Linked DNA regions of Sus scrofa: all the other regions are linked to region 1. Evidence: chromatin contacts called from public Hi-C and promoter capture Hi-C data. All regions are on one chromosome and are shown on one strand. The core of a region is the stretch at or near the end of the contact, and the rest is flanking DNA. Distances in the headings are between cores, read along the strand shown. Region 1 holds the start of ATG10 (autophagy related 10). Region 2 overlaps ATG10 (autophagy related 10). Region 3 holds the start of SSBP2 (single-stranded DNA-binding protein 2).

Region 1 (2,700 bases), core at 108-2,607:
AGATTCATTAACCACTGAGCCACGACGGGAACTCCCAGTTAGCAGTATCCTTTTTTAAATTGAGTTTTAAACTATTTCACCTGCAGTAAAATCTATTCTTTTTACAAGATTTGGCAAACAAAGATACAGAACAGTTCCATCATCTTCCCAAATTCCCTTTAGCCCCTTGTTAGTCATTCCCTTGCCGTGGTCACCACTGATCAGTGTTCTTTCACTTTTTAAGACCTTTTTATTTCGCAGTAATGATAGGCAAACAGGAAATTGCAAAAATAGTACAGAGTCCTGTGTACCCAATCACCTTTCTTCAACGGTGATATCTTACACAACCGTCGTGCAAGATCAAAACTATGCCCTGTATGTTTGAAGCAGGTTTTCCTTTCACTTCTTTGCCTGTGTTTACTCCTTTCTTTTCACACAAATTTAATTCCGTTGTGTTAAAAGGAGCAGATGCTTATTTTCCCTCAGATGTCTGCCGTTGCATTTTCAGTATTTCAGTTGGATTACCCTTGTTATTCCTACGCTTTTCTTGTCTTTCCTTTACCTTACCTTTCTCTCCAATTAATTCTGCTGCTAGATTTCCCTCCCCTTGCCCTGAGTTTGTGCCACAGACAGTACTACTGTCAATTTACGAATCCCTAACTTCCATCTCGGTCCTTAAGTTTTAAAAGGGGTCGTGCTTGTGCTTAATGTGTTTACAGTAGTTTTGCAGTGTGCGTTGTGAGAGCCGGCACGGTTCTCCAACCTCTCAGGAAGATTCTAGGGGCACGGAATTGTTCAGTTCCGTTGTTTTTGCCCTACCTTTCTCCACTGGTCATCCTTTTATTTTCCAGACATTTGGCTGTTCGTTGGAGGGGCGTGTGCAGAGGCTCTTGAAGCCGCCAGCACCGCCCTCCCCCAGACTTCAGCTACCTGCCCGCACCTCTCTTCACGAGCCGTCTTTGTGCTGTGCCGAGGAAACAGTCGCCGCCTGGCCCTTGGGTCCGCAAACTGCTGGGCGGGGCCTCGGGGGAGGCCGTCGCATACTTCAGGGAGGTCACGCCCCCTGGCCCCTGCCCAATGCACGCAGCTCACGACGTCAGCCGCCCGCGCGAGCTGTGTTTCAGGGTGCGCGGGATGTGCATTGCGCATGCTCTGAGTGGGTCGCCTTCGGTGATGGCGGCTAAGGGACGTGTAGGACCTGTTAGTGGTGGGCGTCCCAGCTGCTGGCTCTGCTCTTCTACCTCCGTCCTTTTGACCCCCCCAGGCCCATTACTCTTTTTTCTGGGACCGCTGACTGGGCCGTACCTCGCACAGCGTCAGGTCCTTCTCCCCGGTTCCCCTCCCCCAGCCCCGTCGCTCCGCCCCCGCTGGGCTGGGCGACCGGGGTCAGGGGCCGAGTGGAGCGGGGTGAGTATTTCCACAGGCTTTTGCTGCTCGCCTGTTCCCGGCTCTGTTTCCCTCACGGTCCTAACCCCATTCCTAGGATAGAGAGGAAAGACGGGTACGGGTGGGCGGGAAACAATCCAACTCTGAACAAAAGACCGAGGAAGCGGGGCTTCGGTCAGTGAAATGAAGGCCGGGTCGCGCTGGAGTTGCGGCGTGGGGGCGAGCCGCTAGTGCTGGTGTGACAGCGCTCCTGGGCAGCTATGGTCACCTTACCCTGACTTAGGTAGTTACAGTACTGTGTTTGAATCCTGTACCGGGATAGAGAGTTTTTGCCTCGAAACCTTGAAAGTGTATTAAGTTTCTGGCGATTCCAATGGTCAAGTCCCACTTAATTTGAAGTTTTAGGTTTATTAAGTAGCAGGAGTTTTTAATTCCAAATAACCTATCTACTCATAGTATCAGAAATCATGAAAGAGGGGGAAAGGGGGGCAGTTAACTTATTTATGAAAACAAACTTTTGTGATGAAAAGTTTTCACCATTGTGAAAATTATAAACATCTCATCTCTGAAAATGCAAAAGGATAGCTACATGTTGTTTCAAAGTCAAAATAGAGCCTTGTCTAACAGGCTTGCCTGAATCAAGTAATTATTAGAAGACTATACTTTTGCCTGACAGTATTGAGTAGGGCCCAGGCTTTGCAGTTACATTTTTCTGTCTAATGGAGATGCAATTTCTGACTGGGAGAAAAAAAAAATACTACTGAAGGTTGTAGTTTTATTACTCTATTTCCAAGATTTTTATAATTTTTACCATTCATCTTGCTCCTTCATTATGAGTTCAGTAAATTCTTGCCACAGGCTCACTTTGTATGAATCATGTTTATAGCTTTTCAAAAACTGTACTTGCCAATGACCTCCAGTCTTTAGTGGCAAAACCTCAGTTTATACTTTTCAGAATTGGAAAACATAGGCAGGCCCTTTGTAGTACTCAGTTACGTTATTAGGATCCCACATAGAAACCTTCCTTCTTGCTTTTGAAGGGTCAAATGTGGACAGGAAGAGACTTTTACAAAGTGAAAACTTGGCCAAAAAAATAAATGTTGAGTACTGAGAAATGCAAATTAGAGTCTTGCTATTACAAGGTTTGAAAATTGTTGGTAATTTAATTGAAACTAGTAGAAACAATTTTCCCTAGTTTTAAACTGGATTCACTGGGTATAGAATGTTAGAAGATAATGCTTTCAAGTTTCTGAGAAAGATAAGCAACGCCTTAGGAAAAACAAATAGGGTAAAGTTTATAAGTAGTTTTCTTAAGCCTGGGCTCAGTTTGATTAT
Region 2 (2,700 bases), core at 81-2,580, 150 kb after region 1:
ATTCTTGGCCTCCTGCCCAACGTTGACTAAGCCCCCCTGGCCCTTTTTCTTTTCTTTACTTTAAACAAGTAGGAACAACTTAAAGCTACAAGGTTTATTTACTCTAACTTTACGGTAAAGATTTCTTTCCATCTCAAGTGATCCCATTAACTCAAAAGTACCCATGTCTCCTTCCCCAAGCACTAATTATTATTTCAGGAACTGTTTATCAATCCGTTTAAGCTGTATTTTAAAATAGCGCTAACATTTCCTTCAGCCATCTATACATCTCTGATGCCTCAGCTTCCTGCCATGCTGTTACTCAACTCATTCCCTTTGCCAAGGTGGAACACCCTGTCTCCTCTGAGGCCTTGGCTAATAAAGCTTATTTAATCAGCAGCCGCGTGGAGTCCTCACCCTGCAGTGCTGCTGGGACTCCCCACTTCACATTGTCCTCTGACTAAACTGGGTCAGCATTTTGAGGCCCCTCCACCCTGGACTCAGGGACAAGAAGAGCCACTTCCCCAGCCCACCCTCCCCTGTTTCTCGTTTTCTATCTGGACTTAGCAGCCTTTTGCATTTTGAACAGCCTTCTAACCTTTTCTGGATAGCTAAGACATCTGAATTTAGCCAGTGATATTTTATTTTTAATTAAAAAGTAGCTTAAGCTGCTTTGAATGTGTATTTGGTAGATTTAATCACTTGCTGCCTTATATTGTTTAATGGTCTCTAATTTTGCAGTGTTGGCGGTTTAACAAGCACTTAGGATTTAAAACACAAGAACAAATTCTCATAGACTCCCTGGTGAGAAGATTTTAATCTGAGGTGCAGTTCCTAAGAACTGACAATTTGGGGTAAATTTTCAGCATGGGACATGGGGAATTGAGGACACTGATAGTTCACTAATTCACAAACTCTTGCTGCAGATTTGTCCATATGATTATTATAGGTGTTTAAAACACTCACCTTATCGTAATGCTGCTTGGTTTGGATCCCAGAGGTTAAAGGAAGTTTCTTGTCAGTGAGCTGTGTTATACTAAAAAGTAGAAGGAGATACATTTATTTGCTGGGGTGGGGGGAGGAAAATGTCCTTCTGGTTTGGTTTGCAGTAGCTCTTTCTGGTACCTTCCAGTTTTAAAGCCATGTCTTTTGAGGCTGCAGGTAGAGAAAATAGGACACTACTTTTTCAATACTGTACTTTCATATAATTAGTATTCACCATAAGCAGTTAATCACCAGAGAAGAGCTCCCAGAGACAAAACAAGTTGTTTAGCTTGTCAGCATTAGGGAATCAGAGGTGTTGAAACATGACTGCTTCTAGCTGGAAGTGGGTCTTGCCGAGGCCGGTGGATGAGCTCATACGTGTGCTTTGCTCTTGTGTGCCAACAGCTCCCCTTACAGTACAGCACAGTAATTGTTCCTGCAAGTCCAATTATATTTTAATGAAATTTGTATACTTCCTAAGATCTTTTCTTCATTATGGTTTTCTTTAAAAAAAAAAACTAGCTATTTTGGATTCTATTTATATATTTTTAAGATGCTCTTCATTTATGCTTTTATAAAGGAAACCAAAACAAGTCATTTGTTTTATGTAGGAGGATTTCTTCTTCTCCACCCTTCATATTCTGTGTTATATAGAATGAACAGTAGGAATTTTTGAATTCCGGAAGTCATGTAGTGGTTTTCCAGGTACATTAAAATATCAAATTTAATTTTTGCAAAGCATACTGAATGCTGTCTTGTGGAGAAACACGAAGATGGTTCTTTTCTTTATCATACCCTCATAATTCCTTTTCTCTTTTCTATCTAGCTTAACCTAATGGGTGTTCTAAAAATGTATTGCCCTTTACTCTGGAGTCAGAATTTTTCATTTATTCCCCTCAGTCTATTCCTTCTTCACGTGTTTCATGGTTACTCTGGCCTTTGATCTTTTTGTTAAGCAAATCTCTATCAGTGGGGTGAATGGATTCCTAACATCTTCCTTTTATTCCAGGTCCAGATTTTTCTTTGTCTCATTCTAAGAGACTTCTGACCTAGAAAAAGGATGGCTATAAAATTTCTTGCTCAGGGGTCTTTTTGTTGTTGTTGTTGCTTCAAAAATAGTTCACTTAGCCTTGTTTTTGACAGATATTTAGAACTTCTTTTGCGTTTGACTGTTACTAAAAATTAGTTTCTCTGCTTTGCTCTGAATTTTCATTCCAGAACCTCTTTTCTTTTTTAGGTAAAGCAGTAGTAAGTAGTTCCCATTTAAATTGACAATACCTTTCTTTCATCAACTGGCTTAGATTTCAGAAGAAATTGTTATTTTGTTTCTTGAAATGCAAATCCATTGGGCTGTGGTTACCTCTTACTCCTTTACATGTCCAGTGTCCACCAGGCCAACTATTGCCTAAGACTCAGCTAACACACCAGTTGTTCTTGTCACTCCCATGTCATATCACATCACATCACATTAAATCGTATGTACATACTGCACTATAGCAAGAAGTTATTTGTTTACTTACCTCCGATAAAATGGTAAGCCAGAAGGTAAGGGTTTAAGGTAAAAAAAGAAAGAGGAAGGAAATTAATAGTGAGTACTAAAAAACCTACAAACTGACAAGCTTTATTCACAGCTGTGTGTGTATAATACATATATGACATATGTATTATTTGTCCTACTCATTTTAATACCCACAGTATCAACTGCGGCACAGTATCAACAAGTACTCATTAAATGAA
Region 3 (2,700 bases), core at 163-2,662, 170 kb before region 1:
ACAAACAACTCCTCCCTGCCTCCACGCTTCTCCCCTACCCGCGAGATCCCATTCGTACCACTGCCCCCTCCCCACCGCAGACAGCCCTCCTCCTGCTGGACGCCGCGGTTCCCACCGCTACCCCTCCGCGCGCCCTGCGACCCCCGCCCGGGCCGCCACGGCCCCCAGACCTTTGGGAGGCTGCAAGTCTCCAAAAAAAGTTCTCCAGCCGCAGCCGCCGCGGAGCTGGGTCGCCTGCGAGCGGCAAAAACGCCACCCAGCCCCAGCAGATCCCGCTTCTCGCCAGCACACTTTTCCTCCCCGGGAACTCGGTTCTTCTCAGACTCCCAAACTTCAGCTGCACCACCGGCGCCCCATGCCCCAGCTCGGTGAGGCGCCGGTGGCTGCGACTGCCGCGTTGCTCCGCGGGCCGGGGAAAATCCCGACGCCCACCCGGCCCACGCCCGCACACGCCCTCCTCGCCCCGCGCGCGTCTCCGCGCCCCGCGGGGCCCCGCTCGGCCGCTCCGCGCCCGGCTTCCGCCCGCCGCGCGCCCGGTACCTCCGCCCTGTCTTCGGCCGGCGCACCCGGGCCCGAGCCCCGGCGCCCGAGCCCCCGCCGCGGCGCCCCTCGCGGTGCCCGCCCCGACCCCCGCCGGCCCCTCCAAACACACATTCCATTCGCGCGCCCTTCTCCACGCACCTGCCCCCTCCCGCCGGCCCCGCGACCCCCAGTGGCTCTCCGTCCCCGCAGCCCCAGACCCTAGTTTTAAAGTTACTTTATGAGGAGGTGAACCCACGGGTTATTTCCCTCAATCACCCAAACAAGTTTCCATCCTCGCCACCAGCAGCGCCGCCGCCCCCCAATACACTCGCTCCCTCCCGACAGCAGCCCCCTACGGCCGCCCGCCCCACGAGAGCACCTCCTGGGAAACAGCCTCTCCCCTCATCGCATGCCCCCACCTCGCGTACCCCTCCCCCTGCCAGCCCACCCCCGGTTCTCCCCGGGCGGAGAGTGTCTGTGTGTCTGCGTGCCTCAGAGAGAGTGTACGAGTGCGTGTGTGTGCGCGCGTGTGAAGGCGGAGGTGGGTGAGAAGCGGAGACACTTACTTCTCCCGGGCCTGGCTGTCGGACGGGACGGCGCTGCTGTTACTCTTGCCTTTGCCGTACATGCTTGTGCCGAGAGCAGCTCCCACTGTCACGCACCTGTCAACCCATCACAGCCTCCCCGGGAACAGCCCCGTCCCCATGGCGACCCACGCAGCCACCCCCACTATTGGCCGCCCCACGCCAAGGCTCCGCCCCCTTCGCCCAGGCAACGCGCGAGACTGACAGGCCTCCCCCTCCCTTCGGCCTGCCGAAGCGCGCGGTGGCTGCCACAGCCTAAGCGGCAGTCTCCTCCCTCCTTCCCTCCCTCCCGGGTTCCCTCCCTCCTTCCCTCTCCGCTCTCCTCCCTCCACCCGCTCTTCTCCCCCCTCCCCCCTCCGAACCCCGGCGCAAGGGGGGAATTAGAAACTGCTCTAGAAGGATTTTAAACAACTGGCTGTTCTCTCCGTCGCCGCCCCTCCCCCCGCGCCGCCCGCGCTCGGCTCCTCACTGGAGAGAAGGCGCCGGGAGGAGGGGAAAGTGCGGCCTGGAGTCTCCGGCACTAGCCGGCGGAGCTGGAGCCGTGGCGGCCCCAGACTTCTGGGCGCCCGCTGAGCACACAGGCAGACCTACGACCCAACCGCCCCGGGGACCCCCAACCAGCCCCTTTCTCTCACTCCTCTCCTGTCTGTGACCCCCGCGCCGGAACCCAGGGGTGATCGCTGCCGCTCTCGGCCCCACTCCCCGGGTGTCGCCCCCGCCCTGCTCCCAGAGGGCTGGCTGGCGAGGGAGACACGCGCTCGACCTTCTGGCTGAGCCAGGGAGGGACTGCGCCTCCGGCCCTTGGCGCCGCTGGGGTGGCGTCGCCTGGCCCCTTGAGCCGCGCCCTGCATCCCAGGGGAGCACTCTGCCTCGGGCCTGCCTCCTCTCTTTAGAGATGAGCTTGCCTCCCAAAGATGGCCCTGTGATTCATGGGGCCTCGGTGGCCCCCATCCTGTCCCCCTAAGACCTGAGCCCCGCGGCGCACCATTCACCAGCTTCCCTGCCAGATGTGCTGCAGAGAAGGGCCCCAGGTGTGCCTGCTTTTCCAGCCTTGGTCACTGATGTCAACTTACCCTGACCTTTGGAATGGAAAGGGTCTTAGAAGCCTTTAAGGACCTCCCTGTCCTTGTCTATGAGAATAGGCCCCAGCCGTTCTTCAAGGTGTGCAAAGCTTTGCTAGAGCTAAAAGGCTGCCCGAATATTTCTGGATCCAAGCTCATAATCCCATTTTAGTAAATGCACAAAAGTTTATAAAACACACATAACCTGTTTCCCAACAGAACTCCATCCTTTATCTTGTGGAGATCCTTGGATGTAAAATCAGAGAGAGTGCAAATGGGGTTAAAAAGAAGAGATGGGCATCAAATGGGGAGTGACAGGGGAAGGGGGGGTGCAGGTGAGGGTCAGATGGGGGAAAACATCAGGAAAAGACGAATAGACATGGAACAGCTATGGGAGGAGAGAGGAAATAGGATTCAAATGAGGAAAGGCACCCTTCTATTCCTCACATTCACCTTAAAGCTTTTATAGTAGGATCATAAAAATGTATATGGAGATACAGAGATAGATGGAATGGAAAGAAATGGGCTTGTGT

What was found. Promoter capture Hi-C pulls out the DNA fragments that hold promoters and counts their contacts. A called contact is a pair of places that touch in the nucleus more often than the background predicts.
Region 2: a contact with region 1 is called in a Hi-C map of brain, with 7 times the contacts expected there. The contact joins the enhancer-like site here to the promoter of ATG10 in region 1. A contact is called at or near these places in 1 of 5 promoter capture datasets (liver), 5 of 47 Hi-C or Micro-C datasets (alveolar macrophages, brain, embryonic fibroblasts and 2 more) and 2 of 2 datasets of contacts at active chromatin or transcription factors (alveolar macrophages and skeletal muscle).
Region 3: a contact with region 1 is called in a promoter capture Hi-C map of fetal liver, with 5 times the contacts expected there. The contact joins the promoter of SSBP2 here to the promoter of ATG10 in region 1. A contact is called at or near these places in 2 of 5 promoter capture datasets (fetal liver and liver), 10 of 47 Hi-C or Micro-C datasets (alveolar macrophages, embryonic fibroblasts, fetal heart ventricle and 7 more) and 2 of 2 datasets of contacts at active chromatin or transcription factors (alveolar macrophages and skeletal muscle).

What each region holds. Positions count from the first base shown.
Region 1 is chr2:90,435,670-90,438,369 of Sscrofa11.1, forward strand. ATG10 (autophagy related 10) reads left to right here and starts at 1,358. Exons shown (of 5, transcript NM_001190281.1): 1 at 1,358-1,386. LOC110259416 (a long non-coding RNA gene) reads right to left here and starts at 1,045. Exons shown (of 4, transcript XR_002341795.1): 1 at 799-1,045.
Region 2 is chr2:90,581,006-90,583,705 of Sscrofa11.1, forward strand. All of the region lies in intron 4 of ATG10 (autophagy related 10), which reads left to right. Among named protein-coding and RNA genes, the nearest start is that of RPS23, 98 kb to the right of the region's middle. Within about 2 kb of position 1,331, at least 37 of the 83 cell types and tissues checked have an H3K27ac peak or open chromatin away from gene starts, as enhancers often do. A contact at or near this core is called in brain, where this site is marked.
Region 3 is chr2:90,261,878-90,264,577 of Sscrofa11.1, forward strand. It overlaps SSBP2 (single-stranded DNA-binding protein 2), which reads right to left and starts at 1,413. Exons shown (of 16, transcript XM_021084508.1): 1 at 1,089-1,413. The coding sequence starts at 1,150.